2 separate regions of the Sus scrofa genome follow, and region 1 is linked to region 2. A link is a contact called in public HiChIP or PLAC-seq data. All regions are on one chromosome and are shown on one strand. Each heading gives the region's core, a stretch centred on a gene start, on an enhancer-like site or on the middle of the called end of the contact. The rest is flanking DNA. Distances are from core to core; before and after follow the strand shown.

Evidence for each region. HiChIP or PLAC-seq counts read pairs in DNA pulled down with a chosen protein or histone mark.
Region 1: an H3K27ac HiChIP or PLAC-seq map of alveolar macrophages shows a contact between it and region 2. The contact joins two enhancer-like sites. A contact is called at or near these places in 1 of 47 Hi-C or Micro-C datasets (retroperitoneal adipose tissue) and 1 of 2 datasets of contacts at active chromatin or transcription factors (alveolar macrophages).

Annotation. Positions count from the first base shown.
Region 1 is chr13:89,508,577-89,511,276 of Sscrofa11.1, forward strand. It overlaps LOC100158001 (ceruloplasmin (ferroxidase)-like), which reads right to left. Exons shown (of 19, transcript NM_001244603.1): 3 at 1,433-1,645; 4 at 753-923. Among named protein-coding and RNA genes, the nearest start is that of TM4SF18, 40 kb to the right of the region's middle. Within about 2 kb of position 1,260, at least 2 of the 83 cell types and tissues checked have an H3K27ac peak or open chromatin away from gene starts, as enhancers often do. A contact at or near this core is called in alveolar macrophages, where this site is marked.
Region 2 is chr13:89,376,156-89,378,855 of Sscrofa11.1, forward strand. The region is part of intron 4 of HPS3 (HPS3, biogenesis of lysosomal organelles complex 2 subunit 1); the gene reads left to right. Among named protein-coding and RNA genes, the nearest start is that of HPS3, 17 kb to the left of the region's middle. Within about 2 kb of position 1,351, at least 8 of the 83 cell types and tissues checked have an H3K27ac peak or open chromatin away from gene starts, as enhancers often do. A contact at or near this core is called in alveolar macrophages, where this site is marked.

The DNA of each region.
Region 1 (2,700 bases), core at 10-2,509, 130 kb after region 2:
CATGACCTGTGGTGTAGGTCGCAGACGCGGCTCGGATTTGGCGTTGCTGTGGCTGTGGCATAGGCCGGCAGCTGCAGCTCCGATTGGACCCCTAGCCTGGGAACTTCCATATGCCGCAGATGCAGCCCTAAAACGAAAACAAAAACAAAAACTTGGCTGTGTCAACATTGTTCTCATGCATAATCTACAACAGGATTGATTTGTTTTTTCCCCCCAAAAGAAAGTCATAAGCATTGTTTATGATTAAAAGTGAGGAGCATAGAAATTTAGAGGCAAGTAGAGGAAAAGTAGGCTGAAAGACAGAAAGTAGTGAAGAAGGGGAAAAGAATAGAAAGAAGTTAAGTCTGTGGAAGAAGAGAGCAAGGAGAAAGGTGACTGAGATAACAAGAGCATCTTTTCTGAAAAGTCCTATGTAGAAACACATTTTCATAAAAGATATACAGTCAGTTATGCTTTTGTTATTCCATAATATTTTATTACATTCAAATTAAATCTTCGCTATGTTGTTGCCATCTACCTTTGATCAATATCAGACCAGAAAACAAATGCAGTTACCTAACTCTACTTGCTATGAAACTTTGGAAACCAGCAGGATTTATTAGATGACTTGCATATAAACCAGCATCTCTGAGTGAAAAACTGGGACACAGAAACTCATCTAAACAAACTTGAGCAAATGGAAATAACTAAACAGAATCACAGAACTTAGAATTATAGGATATAATGAATGAGGAAGTTCTTTACGATCTTACAGCGCATGCGATTGCTTTCCTGGAAGCCAGGGTCGCTAGCATTAACTTGGCCAGGTTCAGTATATGTATTGATATTCTCATTGATATACCAGCTCTTGTTTTCATCAGTTGTAGAGAACAGCAAAACATAAGACTCATTGATATTTTTTTCCATGTCTCCATCAAGGGTTCCTGAAACAAAATGAACAGTAAAACTTCCTCTTTGCAATAATTCACTTTGCTATAAAATGAACTGATGATTCTGATTTCACTCAAAATACACAAGTAAAATCTTGCAGTGTCACAGACAAAACCCTAAGGAATTGATTATGCAAGGAAGGGAAATAGCCTCTTGTCTTCCTATTTCCTCCCAGCATGCAGATTCAACACTTCCATTGTAGGATAGAGAAAAGGTGGCAGAATTTGAGGTAAAAAAGGCTAAAGCGAAGATTATTATATTGGACTACCATCTAGTGTCCAACCTGCATTATTAGATTTGAAGGGAGGCATTTGACTCAAGATCGCCATCTAGAGCTCAGAGTTCAAGTGGCAGCATTACTTTCTTAACTGGTTGAATCAAGGTCAAGGCAGAAAAAAGCACTCACTCATTTAAGAGTAGAATTCCATTGGCGGTGGGGGTGAGAGAGACTCCACCTATCCTGGATGGCTCTATTGCTACAATGAGATTTTTAAAGTGTTACCTCTTTTACAAGTGATAATCGGTCCAATAAGTCCCGAAGTTACATCTTTTGGAGTGTCTACGTGGGAGTGGTACATCCTTGTCACGCAGTTACTGTCATTGGGACCAGGCCCCTGTTTTTCTTCCACAAACCATTTGTAAGTATACACTGCCCCTGGCTCCAAGTGGTCATCTTCTTTTTGCAGGCCTGTAGTATTATCAGGGTATAGAGCACCTAGAAAACATAACCTGCACTGTGGTTACAGTAACTACTGGACAACACTACTTTGGCTGGGATTCATGTTTTTTCCATTAAGCAATGAATGTTTTTTAATCTGTATTTTTAGAATAAAATGTGCATTTTTCCTCTCCTCTCTCTTGCCTCCTGTTTCCCTAGATTCCCCCTTAATTGGTTTCCACCTAAGTGCCCAGCTTGGCCAGCTTCTAGACTAAATTGGAATAAGGCAGTAGATTAACAGATCATCACCTTTATAAATGGATTCCACAAATATTTATTGTGCACCTACTATGTGCCTGAATCTTAAACACAAGAGATCCAGGCTCCTGATTTGCCCTCCATATTTTCTTTTTTTCTGGCTACACCTACAGCATATAGAAGTTACCAAGCTAGGGGTCAAATTGAAGCCGCAGCTGTAGGTTTATGACACGTTCATCCTCATGGATACTATGTTGGGTTCTTAACCTGCTGAGACACAGTGGGAACTCCTCCTCCATGTTTCTTAACTGCAAATTCAGACTTGGAACCCAGGGCACCATGAGGTATCCGAGTTACCTACGAGCCATCCACTGAAGTCCGAAAGTGACCTTCTGCCTAGCTGTCATTACCCTGAGCTACCACCTTAGTTCTGAATCTGGGGTTTTGCTCTCCTTTTTTTCTTCTTCTCCTGGAATTTCACCTCAGATCTCCATCTCTTGGGGCTGGAGTCTGATAACTATGGATAAATTCCTTCATTCAACAGAAGGCTTTAAAACATGACCATGTTGAACACAAAATCTTATTTATTAGTTTTCTCTTCTCTTCTTTTTTCCAACCACCCTCAGGCAGCTGTGAGTGTAGATGTTTAGGAAAGAAGATACTGTATGGAAGGTATGGCTTCACCTGGACACTGATGTTTTCCAAGGGGCTAGTCCTCATCCACTAGGAAACTGAAAATGAGATGAAGGCTGAACAATATTTCTGCCAACCTAACATTTCACTCATGAGTTTCTCCTACCAAAAAACCTACATTCATTCATTCATTCATTATTTATTTATTTGTGTGAGAGAAA
Region 2 (2,700 bases), core at 101-2,600:
GAGAAGTGGTTTTCAACCTTGCTGTACATTGGCCTTACTTGGATGCTTTTAAAAATACTGATGCCCAGGAAGTTCCCATTGTGGCTCAGTGGTAATGAGCCCGACTAGTATCCATGAGGATGTAGGTTTGATCCCTGGCCTTGCTCAGTAACTTAAGGATTCAGCATTGCCCTGATCTGTGGTGTAGTTCGAAGATGTGGCTCAGATCTGGCGTTGCTGTGGCTGTGGTGTAGGCTGGTTAGACCCTAGCCTGGGAACTCCCATGTGCCACAAATGTGGCCCTAAAAAGAAAAAAAAAAAAGAAAAATACTGATGCCCAGTCTCTCAGTACTGATTCTGACTTAATTGGTTAGCTCTGCAGCCTGGGCATCAACATTTTTTATAACCTCCCCAGGAATATAATGGGCAATCAAGATTAAGAATCACTGGTAATTCCCTGCTGGCTCAGTGAGTGTAAGGATCCAGCCTTGTCATTGCTGTGGGACAGGTTGAATCCCTGGCCCAGGAGCTTCCACATGCCTCAGGCATGGCAAAAAAAAAAAAAAAAAAAAAGGAATCACTCTTGAGTTCAGTACTTAGTTACTTAGTCCTGATCTTTAGGTATTGCCTAGGAAGGATATAAATATTTTGACTAAATGTGTTTTTAACCTTTATTAATTTTTTTTCTTTCTTTTGAGAGACATTTATTGAGTACCTACTATGTTGTGTATTGTACTGAATACTAGGGAGCTAACAATGAGCAAATGTAGGTAAGGTACTTGCACTCATGGAGCCTATTATCTTGAAGGGGGAGGCAGACATGAATGGAATAATCACAAGAAGGCGTGTACAGTTAACACCCTGACATGAGTGCCCTGTAAGAGAAAAACCCTGCCTTGAGAGTCTATAACAAAGATCCTGACCTCATCCAGGGGTCAGGGAAGTGTTCCTGAGAAAGAGGATCTGCAGAGTGAACGAGGGCTGATTTGGGGATAGGGTTGGTACAGAGGAAGCAGCAACGGCGATGTGGCCAAGGGAGAATCTTGGTTTGAGGAACTGAAAGAAGCAAGGGAGAGGGAGGTGGAACACAAGGCTGGAGACCAGAGGGCCCTCAGTCATGTTCGAGGGTTAGCTGTTTACTTAGTGGTTTTCCATAGCACCTGGAACAAAAGCCCAAATCCTTTCCATGGCCTCCATGACCCTGATTTTGAGCTCATCTTGTCCCACTCACCTTGCTTGCACCTCTATCCATGTGGCTTTCCTCTGTTCCTCTGAAATGCCAAGTTCACTCTTGCCTGAGACCCATTATCATCTCTTCCAGTGCTTAGCACGTACTTCCTTCAGAGCTTTTGCATGACTGATGACTTTGAGGCCTTCAACTCACAGCTCCAGTGTCACTTCACGACAGAGGACTTCCTAACTTCTCAGTTTAAACTGTTCCCTCTGCACATACTGCAGAATTTGTTTATTCTCCACCCCAACACCCCTCACTAGAAAGAATGCAGTTACTTTGTCTTGTGCAGGGTGTATCCCCAGAGCCTAGAACAGTGGCACATAGTAGGTATCTAGTGAGTGTTTACTTCACGGACAGATGAGGGGATGGGTAGTGCACATGTGAGCTGATCCATGATGGATCAGTATAGTTTTTAGAAGATGGAGATTTTAGTAAGCTATGACATAAGGGAAACTATGTACAAGGTGTAAAATCATCATGTGTGTTTGGAAATTGGTGACCAACTCTGTATGACTAGAGCACAGCTGTGTGTAGGAAAGAAAAAGAAGTAAAAACTGGACCAGTTGCTTTGGGCCGGTTGTGGAGAGTGTAGTAGTTGAACTTTCTTCTGTTATTAATGGGTGTCCTTGAAGAGTATTAATCAGGGCTGTACTTTTTTTTTTTTTTGGCCACAACCATGGCATGTACAAGTTCCAGGACCAGGGACTGAACCTGAGACACAGCAGTGACAACGCCAGATCCCTAACCTGTGTCACCAGGAAACTCCCAGAGCTATACATTTTTTAAAAACATTATGAAAAATTTCTAAGAATTCCCATCATGGCTCAGTGATTAATGAATCCGACTAGGAACCATGAGTTTGCATGTTTAATCTCTGGCCTTGCTCAGTGGGTTAAGGATCCAGTGCTGCGGTGAGCTGTGGTGTAGGTCATAGACGCAGTTTGGATCCTGCTTTGCTGTGGCTCTAGTGTAGGTGGGCAGCTACAGCTCTGATTCGACCACTCCATATGCATATGAACCTCCATATGCATGGGAGTGGCCCTAGAAAAGGCAAAAAGACAAAAAAAAAAAATTCTAGCACATAGGTGTAGAGAAAATAGTACAATAGACTATTGTACTACATCATACAGCTTCAACAGTGTTGCCTCATAACCACCCTTAGTCCTAAGCCAGATTATTTTGATGCAAATCCCAGAGTTTATATCATTTCATTCATAAACATTTCAACATGTGTTTCTTAAAAGAAAAGGATTCTTTTATTTAAACCCAGAAAAAATCAAATCATTAAAAAATAAACAAGCCCAAACTACTATTAAACATTTTTTTAAATACCTTGATATCATCAAATACAAGTCAGTTGTTCAAATTTCCCTGATTGTCTAAAAATTTTTCTCTACAATTTGTTTGTTTGAATCAGAGTCCAAGTGTCATACATTGTGATGGTTCCTATGTCTTTTACATCTCTTTTTAAAAAATTTCTCATTAAA